3 separate regions of the Sus scrofa genome follow, and regions 2 and 3 are each linked to region 1. A link is a contact called in public Hi-C and HiChIP or PLAC-seq data. All regions are on one chromosome and are shown on one strand. The core of a region is the stretch at or near the end of the contact, and the rest is flanking DNA. Distances in the headings are between cores, read along the strand shown. Region 1 overlaps ZFHX3 (zinc finger homeobox protein 3). Region 2 overlaps ZFHX3 (zinc finger homeobox protein 3). Region 3 overlaps ZFHX3 (zinc finger homeobox protein 3).

Region 1 (3,813 bases), core at 390-2,889:
TCCGTTCTCTGAAACCATATGGCCTTTCCATGTAAATGAATTTCAATGCACTTTGCAAATATAATCATCTAAAGAAGCTCCATGCCCTTGGCCGGGCAGCTATTGTAACGTGAGCTCTTCTGAGTGCCCGATGAACTTGGGGGCAGGTCGGGGGTATTGTGGAAAGAAGTCCCGCCCCACTCGCCACCACCTAAGAGGTGTCTCCCCCTAGTGACCACCACTGGCACACCAGCCTCCACTGCCTCGGGGCTGGAGCCAAGTAGCTAGGTGCAGGTGAGCGGGCATCACCTGGCTCTTCAGGCTGCCTTGAGTCCTCAGACCAGCCATCTGAGAGTACCCTGGGAGGGCCGAGACAGAATCAGTGGTCAGGCCCCCATGTGTTTGGGGGTGGGGGCTGCAGGAGAACAAAAGAAGGGAACAGGGGGCAGGTGAAGAGGGCTGCCTGGAGGAGCCCCTTCCAGGCCTGCTGGGGCTCCACAGGGGGCTGGGGATGGACCAGTAAGACAAGCCCCGATGCCAGAGCAGGACAAGAAAGCACAAAGCCAGAATGTGGCAGGTGAATGGGACAGGACGTAAAACGCAGCCAAGCCCATCACTGCTTAAAGGCAACACCAACTCAGGTGACCAGCGATGGAGGCCCGAGGAGGTGGCTGGGTAAAGGGGGCTGTCACCTCTCCCCACTTCATTCCACCCAAGTCTTCGGGAGAAGTGTGTTGTGGGGAAGGGGCCAGAGTAGGAACGGGAGCCTTAACTCGGCTGCTGCCTTTTACAGTACACTTCCCAGAATAAACTGCCCCAAGACTTCATCCATCGCCAAAAAAGGCAACTATAAAACACTCGTGGCCAGCCCCTTCCCTCACTCCAGCACAGCCACCCTCCTCGCTCTCTGCTGGGTGGCAGAGGGGCGGGGGTGGCGGGGAGGCGGCTCAGGCCCCTACTAATTGCTCTTGGACGCTGTGCGGTGTGGGGGCCCATCCCTGCGCTGAGCAGTTAGGAACTTCCCAAATCATTAACCTTTCTCGGAGTGCATTGTACTGGGAGCTGCTCCCTCTGCAGCCTATTCAGGAGCCCTATTGATCTGCCGCACACTCGGTGCCTTCAAAGTTGTTTATGATCAATATGCAAATTGCCCATGGCATTGATCTAGTATTAATTTTCAATTAGGGAATCCACAAGGGGTCTCTGAGGGTCAATACCTAACAATGCAAAGGAAACTCCGCTGAGGAGTATCGGGCCTGATGCTGATAAAAGCTTCCCTAAGCCTCCTTCTCAATAGTTCCAGGCCCTCAGGGCTGTCACCTTCGCTTTGGCTCATTCGGTTCCAAAGTCAGACCCCTTTGGCCGCCTCCCAGGCTGGGGCTGTGGCTCTTGCCCTATGCGGCCCCTCCTCTCCCCGCCCCCACCCAGTGCCACAGAGACACTCCCTGGCCTGCCAAGGGTTCTCCCGTCACCCGGCCTTTTGATCGGATGCCCCAGGCTGTGCCTCCGCGTCTCCCCGTGGCCTCCCCACGCCACGCCCAGCCCCGGGACCACTGTCTCCCCCGGCTCCCCAACCACACATACCTTCTTCCTCCCTCTCTCCCTCGCCCTCGTTTCTGCTTAGTCACGGAACGTCACCTTGGCATGCTGCCATGGCTGGAGCTGGCGAGCTGCACGGTGCCCAGAAATCTCAGGCAGTCAGGCAGAGCCGCCAGGCTGCCAGGTTATGCTTGGCAAACAACCCACTGATGTCATTGCAAAAAACCAGGGGGGGGAAGGAAAAAGGCAGAGCTTCAAATCATCTGTTTCGCCTTCTTTCTTTCTTCTCGCAAAATTTTCCTCCCTATTGAAACACGGAGGTAGGGGGCTGGAAAGATGCTAATGACCTCACCAGGCGACCGTTCATGGTTCCCAGAAGAGGCCTCGGCCCGCCCTCCAGGAGCGCAGGGCAGTGCGTGTGAGCCACGGACGGGGTGTCCCTGGGGAGAGCGTGCCCAGCTGGGACCCGAGTGACCTGGGAACTCAGTCATTCCATTACGCCCCTAACAGCCCCTGAGAGACGCGCATGGGAAAGCCGCGCAGCCGAAGGAGCTGGAAGGGGAGAGGGCGCCGGGCTCTCCTCCCAGCAGGTACTGGGGACGAGCTGGGCACAGCTGTGCTCCAGCCTGGGGCCCAGCAAGGACTCCATCTGCCAGCTCTCCTCCGCCTCGGCTCTCAGTGCTCCACGGGGGCCTCCCTTGCTCTTTCGGTGGCGTAATCCTCCGGAGTCCCAGGCTCTGTCGCGGCCCAGGAGCCCGCTGGAAGGCCCAACTCCACACGGAACCAGGCGGTTGCCCGGCCACTTTGGGCACCGCCACTCACGGTGCAAACTGGCGCATTAGCCAGCCAGGCTAATTGGTTTATGGATAACATTAATTACCATGTTGCTCATTAATGGATGAAATCTTTATTGGTGCCATTGATCAGCAGACTTGTTAGCTGGCCTCCTAACCAATGGCGGATGTAACAAGCTCTCTTATTGGCATATCAATTAATGCAATCAATTCCTGGCCAGCGGCTGCCATTCGCTCCCCTGGTTGTTCAGAGGCAGGAGGCGCAGCCGTGTCAGGCCAGCCTTCCCTTAGAGTTCCCGGTTCTCATCCGAACTCCAGCTGGCCTCTCTGCCACTCAGGGCTCAACTATCGAGACTCAAAACCCCCACACCCCAGCATCCCACTGAAAAATCACCTTTCCATGGTCTGGTGGTGACAAGAGTGCTCTTCTCTATCAGGGTAGGTGAGCTAGAAGGAAAGGTGAGAGGGGCCAGGGCTGTTAGAGCAAACGGGAGGCCTGGAGGAATCCGTAGTTTTCTAGATGAGCCACCAACAGAAATGATTAGGTCTCCAGATGGACACTGGACAAGACTCCAGGCAAAGATGGGAGCAGCCTAACAACACAAACCACCATCATCAACCCTCTCTTACCTGGGGAAGCCTCCTCAGACACCCCCCTCCCCCCGCCGCTGAGCCTGATCCACAATCACACCTGCCTCCCTGCCCAATGGCATCCAGCTCCCTTGGTGCCTCCAACTGACGGGCTCTGCATGAAAACACGGCCCACGCGTCTTAATCCCAAGCTCCAGCACGGAAAGGACTCATCATGTAGGAACAGTGCCCCACCGTCATCACCAGTAAGTTCACACACACACGTGACATTCTAATGTGCGTGGAGATGCCTATGATAAGTCACTGCAAGGGCGCTAATACCCCTGTGAAGCCACAGCTGGGCACCAGCATGTCTTTGGGGTCGGTTGTTTCAAAAAGCCTGGGGTATGCCTCGCAGGGTGGGGCCGCAGAACCATGTATTCAGAGGGGGACCCTGCCGGTGACTAGCGACCACTTACGCCACCGCGAAGGGGATGAGCTGATGTGCCTGTGGCTTTGGGAGAGTACGTGGGGAAGGCCTGACCCCTGAGACAGGCTTTAAAAGGATCAACTAGAGTTTGCCTCCAGAAGGAGCAGTTTGAAATGTTCTTCCAGATTTGTTTCTAAAAGCCAAAAATAAATTAAATTGAAAAGAGGAGGCAAATCACAGAGTTCCTGTTCATGGCTCAGTGGTTAACCAATCCAAGTAGCATCCACGAGGATGAGGGTTCCATCCCTGGCCAGGCTCAGTGGGTGAAGGATTCAGCACTGCCATGAGCTGTGGTGTAGGTCACAGACGCGGCTCGGATCCCGCGTTGCTGGGGCTGGGTTGTAGGCCGGCGGCTGCAGCTATGATTGGACCCCTAGCCTGGGAACCTCTATATGCCAAGAGTGTGGCCCTAAAAAGACAAAGGCGGGGGGGCAAACCACT
Region 2 (3,813 bases), core at 522-3,021, 160 kb after region 1:
ACAGGGTGTTCGGCTGGGCCCGATCCCAGCGGCTCTGGAATCACATGTCCGTCTCCCTCCACCCCCCCGGAGCGTGGACACCAGGAGGCCCAGCCCCCGACCCTGGGTACCAGGAGGTCCCTCTGCTCCCCAGGATACTCCCGCCTCCCCTCTGACTCTGCCCACCTCCTGCAGACACTCGTCGGCCCTCCCACAGATGAGCTCCTCCTGCATCGACTTCAAGGAGCCAATTTTTGCCTGCAGAAGAGGAGGAGAAAGTTCCCACGTGCAGAAAACTCACAGCTCAGGGAGGAATGAAGAGGGGGTGGCAGAGCACTTGTTGAAAGAAGACCCGTCGCGATTAGGAGGCAAAGACATCAGCTCTGAAAGTTCACAGGAGCAGCCCCCCATCCCTCCCCCACTCCGACCCCCCCACGTCCCCCAACACACCCCAGGAGGCAGCGCACTGGCGGACCCCCAAGGCCGGAGGGCCCCCGGGGAAGGGGTGGGAGCTCCACGGTCGTTTGCAGGAGCTCCACCTCTGCGAATGGATTTGATGTCAAGTGTCAGCAAGTAAATTGCTATTGGCTTCTCAATAAGCAGCAGTAGTGAGCTAAGTGTTTCCCCGTATTGTGCCGGCTCTCGCGGACTCAATACGGCAGTATTGACAGCACAATCACACGGTAATCCCGGCTCCACTAATACCTCCACTTCCTCAATGAAAATACACTTTCCACTTGGACCTCAGCCCATGAGCTTTGGGCTGGACTCTCCGGCCTCCCCTCCTCCCCCCACCCCACCCCCTGGGGCCCTGGAATGGGCACCTCGCCCCCCATCGCCCTGGCCAATGTGAACATCCCAGCCAGCACATTGTCAGGGCCCAACCTAAAAGATAAACAGCCAGAGACCTACAGGAAAAGGCCTGCTCTCCCATCTATAAATCACCGGTGGGAAGGAAGGAAAAGTGATCCAGCTCTTTACGGATAAAAATCTCTGCAGTCGCTGAGGAAAATTGATGTTCCCTTGCAAGGCAGAAGACGATCGCTCGGGGAAGAGGTCTGTCTTCAAGTTTTCAGAGAGACAAAGAAACTCCAACCTCACCCAAAATGACACACGTGCGAGACAAGCGCCCACTATCGCCCCGGCTGCCAGTTTCCAGGAGGCGAGTCCCTGGGCCTGGTAATCTCAGACGGACTGACATACTGGAGGGCCTGCTAACTGAGTAAGAAACGTGGCGCACAGACAAGCAAGCTATTTTTCAAAGCCATCTCTCCTCAATTTTCATTTGACTTTTAGAACACCCTGGAGTAGGCAAGGGACAAGATTTTATCACCAAGACCAGAGAAACAGAGACGTGGAGTGACTTACCCAAGGTCACACAGCTAGTTGGCAGTGTGTTTGCCGTTAGAGGCTAGCCTAGAGGTTGGCAAACATTTTTCTGTGAAGAGCAAGGTAAATATTTTCGGCCTCGTGGGGCCATCCAGTCTCCGCTGCCACTGCTCAGCTCTGTCACTGCGGCATGTACGCCACCACAGACAGGACACTAAACAAACAAGCCCGGCTGTTTTCCAATAGAACCTTATTTAAGGACACAGTACGATTTTCGCATATTTTCATGTGTCAGAAAGTATCATTCTTCTTTAGAACCCCCCACCCCCACCTTTTAAAAGGGTAAAAACCATGCTCAGCTCACAGACCAAACAAAAGCAGGCGCTGGGCCAGATCTGGCCTGCAGGCTGTAGTCTGCCAGTCCTGGCCCACTGGGAGACTTGTAAATACCTAGAACACTACACGGCCCAAAGGACAACGCATGATCATTCTCAGGCTCATTACAACTGTAATGATCTCGTCCAATGAAACTGCTTGACCAACCAACAGCAAACACAAACCCCAGCCCCTGAGCGTCCAAAGGCAACGCAGCTTTGCACCCACAGTGCACTGGCAGCGTCTTTAGACTTCGGCAGAAGCACCGCCTTTTAATGGGACTTTCTGCACAAATTTCAAAGTTAAGAAACTTTCCCTAAGCACACGGTGCACGTGCTAACTGCAGAAGGCATTTATTTCCAAAATCAGCCCACGAGGCGTCCTTAAATACAATGCTGGGGTGAGGGACGCCCCGCCCTCCCCAAGAAGGAGTTTGGGTCTGTGCTCAGTAAGAAGGAATCTGGCCAGAAAGGGGTTAATGCCCTTCCAGGCTGTGATCTGATAAATGGCTGTGCAGAAAGCAGGTTCCCTCACTTTGAGATATGATGTCACTAACCTTTATTGATCCACTATCAGAGAACTTTGCTTATCTCTCTCCGGTGATATACTGCCCCTCCTGTGCTCAACTAGTGTTTAATACACTGCCGGCTGCCCCGCACTCCTCATCGCTCAACACTGCCGAGCCAGGCTGCCACGGGGGCCAATATTTTATAGCCAGACCTTGCCAGCACAGACTCTCTGACACCGGGAGGGGCCACACCCACCTCCCCCCTCCGTCTGCACTGCCAGGTGCACCTTGACAGCAGGTGAGGGGAGCAGGATGGGGCAGGGCCTCTCCAAGCTTCTCCTTTTTGGTATTTTTTTTTCTTTTTTTCTTTTTTTTGGCTTTTGTCCTTTTAGGGCCGCACCCGCGGCATATGGAGGTTCCCAGGTCAGGGGTCTAGTTGGAACTGTTACTGCCGGCCTACACCACAGTCACAGCAAATGCCAGATCCTTAACCCACTGAGCGAGGCCAGGGATAGAACCCGCAACCTCATGGTTCCTAGTCGGATTCGTTTCCGCTGCGCCAAAACAGGAACTCCCCTTTTTGGCTTTTGTGAAAGCACAACTCCAGTCCCCTCACGCTCTAGCTTCTCATCCTCGACCCTGGAAAGACAGCTGTCGGCCGACCATGTTTGCGGGGCAGAATGTAAGCGCCGTGGAATAAAACCTCCTACTAGGCAAACGGGCTTCCTGTTTTTCCCTTTCCACTGTCCAGACCTCAGTCTACCAGGCACTAGAAAACACTGCCCATCACGGTGCGGGACAGTCATTGCAGAGGAACCACGCCAGGACGAAAGCCAGGGAACATACCCACGTGCAGCCAGTCAGGCTTGGATCCAGAAAGGTAACAGGGTTCTACCGCCCCAGGCAGTGAGCACCACACACCGGGTTTGGAGGCCCCCCTCCCTCCTCCCAACCCACAGGCAACTGGGCTCGATGCACAGCCAGTGCCCCACCCAAGGGTGGGCGAGCCCGCAAGTGCCAACAGACAGGAGGAGACTGCTGCCACTGAAGACGCAGAGCTGGCGTCAGTCCTGCTCCTTCCCCGCCACCAGCCTCAACCGCCTCCAAGGGACTCAACAGCCTAAGCCAAGATCCCACCTGTGGCTCCCGGAGGAGCCCGTGGACAAGACGTTGCGTCTCCCAGCCCATCCCTGCCAACAGGGGCTGCGGGGCGGTCGGAGAGCCAGCTTGCCCATCCCCTGCCTCAGGGCACCCAGAATTTGCCTAATTGAACATTAACAAGTTGCTACAATAAAGTTTCTCTGTTGTGAGCTAGAAACCTTTTCGGCAACAACAACAGAAGTCTTGTTACAAACAGCTCTCAAAGCCAGGCCTCAGCCTCGACAGGTGTGAACAAGATTTAAACACCTCCTACAATACAATGCAATCCAAACAAAGGGGAAAGTCAATCCCAACCCCCTGGGGTTTCTCCTTGTCTAACATCTTCTTCACTCCCTGGCCCCGAGGGCGCCGAGGGACCGTGTGGGGAGGCCGTCTCCAGGCCAGGCCAGGGGACCCGAGCAGCTCTGAAGCAGATGCCTCCACCACCCCAGGCGGGCAACCGTCGGTCTTGGTTCGCTCGG
Region 3 (3,813 bases), core at 633-3,132, 130 kb after region 1:
CGGCCTGGTTCCGTGAACCAGTTCAGACACGCTGCTCCTTTGTAGACACCTGTCTGCTCCGCCTACTCACAATGACACAGAAATGAGGAGACTGGAGCCAGTTTTGTGCAGAGTATAATCCCCTTGCCAAAGACCTTCCCATGAACTCACAGATACTGCAGCATGGCTGGAAGGAATGCACCGAGATTAGTTTAACCCGGTTACCCACTCTTCCAGGAGCTACTTGGCAACCAGGAAGGCCAGGAGGAAATCCAAGGCTTCGCTATGACTGCATTTCATGGACAACCCACTCCTAGGCAAAGCGGCAGAGGACAGTCATCGACCACTCAACTCCCAGCCGGATGCCCGGCTCTCGGCTCCATGTGCCCATGGGGCCCCGGTTCACACACACATCCCTGGACTTGATACCAGGAGAAAGTTGAATATGCAGTGTGACGAATTCTGCCCTTACCTTTTAACCTCACTCATACATAGGAGTTGTGCTCTCAAACAATAACTCCGACAAAAAAAAATATACCCTCGGAACGATAAGGTCCACACTTGGAAACCCGCCCACGATGGCCAGCCAAGCCCGCCTAAGTGCTAAGAACCATTTAGGAGCATTGTAAACCATTAGGGCCATTAGCTCTAATTTGACCTCAACAAAATAAATCAACCCACTAGGAACAAATTTAGAAGCTTTCCAAAGTCAAGTTCTCAAACCCTGAAAGGCTCACAAGCACAATCCAGGGCAGGGAATGAATGGCCAGCCTCTGAGCGCCCTCCCCACGCCCCCCTTCCCTGTACTTCACTAGTGAGAGTGTGTGTACCTGGGACCAGGCCTCTGGATTCTTCTGAACTCACGGGCTCAGGAAGCTGTGGCCATGGCTGTGCAAGGGATTCACTCTTTTCCTTCCTCTGAGTTCACATCCCAACACGAATTTTCATCTTTCAAAGCCGGTGGACGTTTAGATGTATTTTCAAGATATTCGGATGGGCTTTCAACTGCGCCGATTCACAGCACCAGGTCAGAGTTCGCCCAGGCTTTCTATCTTTCAATAGGCAGGTATCATGTATATTAAGCACTGTGATCCCCCATATTAACACATGTGTCAACACAGTAAATAATTTCTCCAACAAACCTTATAACCATCAGCACACACTCTGCATTTAAATTGCAAAGTCATCCTAATTTTTCATCGTTCTTCTTCCCTGATGAGTACTGGCTGCATTTTTTAAATACTGATGGCTCTGCCCTAATGGAGAAACAATGAAATAAACTATGGCACCACCAAATGCCACCAGGCAATGGGAGAAGAGGGTTATTTTTAACTAGGGAGGCAGGCGGACCACAACTCTTTTGTTGTTAAAGTGATTTAAAAAAAAAAAAAAAAAAAACACAGGAGTTCCTGCCGTGGCTCAGTGGTGGACGAATCCAACTAGGAACCATGAGGTTGCGGGTTTGATCCCTGGCCTTGCTCAGCGGGTTAAGGATCCGGCGTTGCTGTGAGCTGTGGGGTAGGTTGCAGACGTGGCTCGGATCCTGCGTTGCTGTGGCTGTGGTGTAGGCCAGCGGCTGCGGGTCTGATGAGACCCCTAGCCTGGGAACCTCCATATGCCATGGGAGCAGCCCAAGAAATGGCAAAAAAGACAAAACACACACACACACACACACACACACCGTCTCATCATTTTCACTCATGTTCACAGGAGAGAAGGGAGAAATGCTGGCAAAACAAGTTAGTAGTAACAGGAGAAGCAGGACACAGCACATGGCGTTCCATAACCCCAGAGCCTGAATTGCTAAAAGCTGAGTAATCCTTTCCAGCTCCACCCAGCATGAATTTCCAGGTATCAAATTATATGTTAATTACATGAATGTGAAGTTATATGAGGGGAAGTGGTGTGAGTCAGCACCCAGCGGGTGGAAGTTCAGCAAAGCAGTTTTGTAAGGCCCGCTTCACACACAGGCCGGGCGGGCGGGGGCGGGGGGGGGGTGCTCGGGAAAAGAAGAGGAATCCCAGCCAGAGGCCCTGCTCCACCTCCAAACCCAACCCTCCCCCGACTGGGCTTCAGGTCCATTCAAGGGTACCCTCCCACCCGCCAAGCCTCCACCCTGGGCCAAGCTTCCCTCACTTAAAAGATACGCAGGGTTCTTTTCCTTTCTGCACGTTTGGGATACAAATGAAAACGTGCGGGGGCTCATTTCCTGCTCAGCGTATCCAAGGGGGAGCACAGAGCCCCGCACCACAACTGGGGCAGCGGGAGAGCAGTGCCACTTAAGGTGAGGGAGGGGCTGACATGAGCGCTCCCAGCACCCACGGACCCTCGGCTAGGTCGGAGGTCAGGATGGCACAGTGTCCTCCTGGGTCCTGGCAGTGTCAGCCCCTGTGGGGCCAGGGACACGCCCTGTACCGGCAGCGAGACTGGACTCAGAGTTCTCAAAGGGCTGCAGGCCCTTTATCAACGTGACACCCTGTACCCCTGCCCGCAAGGCCCCCGTGGACCACACGCTGTCTCAGCCCTGATTTGAAGCAGGGGAGCCACGGTGAGGGCCAGGCCTGTCCCAACCAGTGAAGGGCTGAACGGACGACTGGAAACCAGCACTGAGGACCATGCAAGGGCCGCAGCGGGAGTTCAGAGATCCACGCACACGGACCTGAAGGCTCTCCTCTTTCCACTGCTCACTCCAAACGGTGTTTATCTAATCCTTGCTCCCCAGGGGCAGGTATGACAGAGGCTCTAAGCAAACACCCTGAAGTGGGTCAATGACAGAAAACTCCTATACAGGGTAGAGAACAGGCTACAAGCCTCTGTCCTGGGCTGGCCTGCCAGCACAGAGGCCACTTAAAAGGGGTAAGATCTTCTTATTTTTTAGGGCTGCAGGTGTGGCATATGGAAGTTCCCAGGCGAGGGGTTGAATCAAAGCTGCAGCTGCTGGCCTATAGCACAGCCACAGTGATTCAGGATCCGAGCCTCATCTGCAACTTACACTGCAGCTGGAGGCAACACCAGAGCCTTAATGCACGAAGCAAGGCCAGGGATCGAACCCAAATCCTCAAAGATACTAGTTGGGTTCATTTCTGCTCCACCACAATGAGAACTCCAAAAGCTGCAAGTTCTTAACCCACCCTGGGTTCATCACTCATACGATGGGTGTAGAGATCATATTAGCCCCATCTGGTTGTAGGATTAATAAGACAGTGCAGGATTTAGCACAGTAAAGGCTTACTAAGTGTTGGTTATTAATATTTTTACACACATATGCATACAGAGAGGGGAGGTCTCATTTCGTTTGCATGAAATCTGACGAAGACCAGATTTCTCTCTTTCAAGGCTCAGAGAAGCAGGGACAGTCACCCACCCACCATCTCACATCTCATGACAAAGCAATGCTGGCCTTGAAGACAAGCACTCACATTCCCAGACCAGTGTCTTTCACACCATTATTTTCCAGGGTGTCCTCCAGGCACAGCTGGCCAGAGCGAAGGGGATGCGTGGGTGAACATTTTAAATTCGAATGGCTCCCTAGTTAATGTTTATTTGAGCCAATACAACTAGCCCAAACCTGTATTCCTCCTGTATCACTGCCTGAGATGATGATAGAGCAGGTATTTATGGTTTTAATAAGGGAATGCATGAAAAGAAAATGTTTAAGCAAAGAACATAGTTCGGGTGGTACAAAGACGGCACACATTTGGGGAGCACTCTCTCTCCCAGACTCTGCTTCCCCACCCAGTGACTGTGGCTGAACCTATCTTTCTAACAGAGTCAACCAAGAAAAGTCCAGGACAGGCACGTCCCGGCTGCCTCTGCGTATCTACCTCGCCCTCT

What was found. Hi-C and Micro-C count contacts between places; a contact is called where the count stands out from the background. HiChIP or PLAC-seq counts read pairs in DNA pulled down with a chosen protein or histone mark.
Region 2: a contact with region 1 is called in a Hi-C map of liver, with 1.6 times the contacts expected there. The contact joins two enhancer-like sites. A contact is called at or near these places in 3 of 47 Hi-C or Micro-C datasets (epiblast stem cells and liver).
Region 3: an H3K27ac HiChIP or PLAC-seq map of skeletal muscle shows a contact between it and region 1. The contact joins two enhancer-like sites. A contact is called at or near these places in 1 of 47 Hi-C or Micro-C datasets (mesenchymal stem cells) and 2 of 2 datasets of contacts at active chromatin or transcription factors (alveolar macrophages and skeletal muscle).

What each region holds. Positions count from the first base shown.
Region 1 is chr6:15,757,837-15,761,649 of Sscrofa11.1, forward strand. All of the region lies in intron 4 of ZFHX3 (zinc finger homeobox protein 3), which reads right to left. Among named protein-coding and RNA genes, the nearest start is that of ZFHX3, 180 kb to the right of the region's middle. Within about 2 kb of position 1,640, at least 34 of the 83 cell types and tissues checked have an H3K27ac peak or open chromatin away from gene starts, as enhancers often do. A contact at or near this core is called in alveolar macrophages, liver and skeletal muscle, where this site is marked.
Region 2 is chr6:15,920,125-15,923,937 of Sscrofa11.1, forward strand. The region is part of intron 1 of ZFHX3 (zinc finger homeobox protein 3); the gene reads right to left. Among named protein-coding and RNA genes, the nearest start is that of ZFHX3, 19 kb to the right of the region's middle. Within about 2 kb of position 1,772, at least 5 of the 83 cell types and tissues checked have an H3K27ac peak or open chromatin away from gene starts, as enhancers often do. A contact at or near this core is called in liver, where this site is marked.
Region 3 is chr6:15,888,404-15,892,216 of Sscrofa11.1, forward strand. The region is part of intron 1 of ZFHX3 (zinc finger homeobox protein 3); the gene reads right to left. Among named protein-coding and RNA genes, the nearest start is that of ZFHX3, 51 kb to the right of the region's middle. Within about 2 kb of position 1,883, at least 22 of the 83 cell types and tissues checked have an H3K27ac peak or open chromatin away from gene starts, as enhancers often do. A contact at or near this core is called in alveolar macrophages and skeletal muscle, where this site is marked.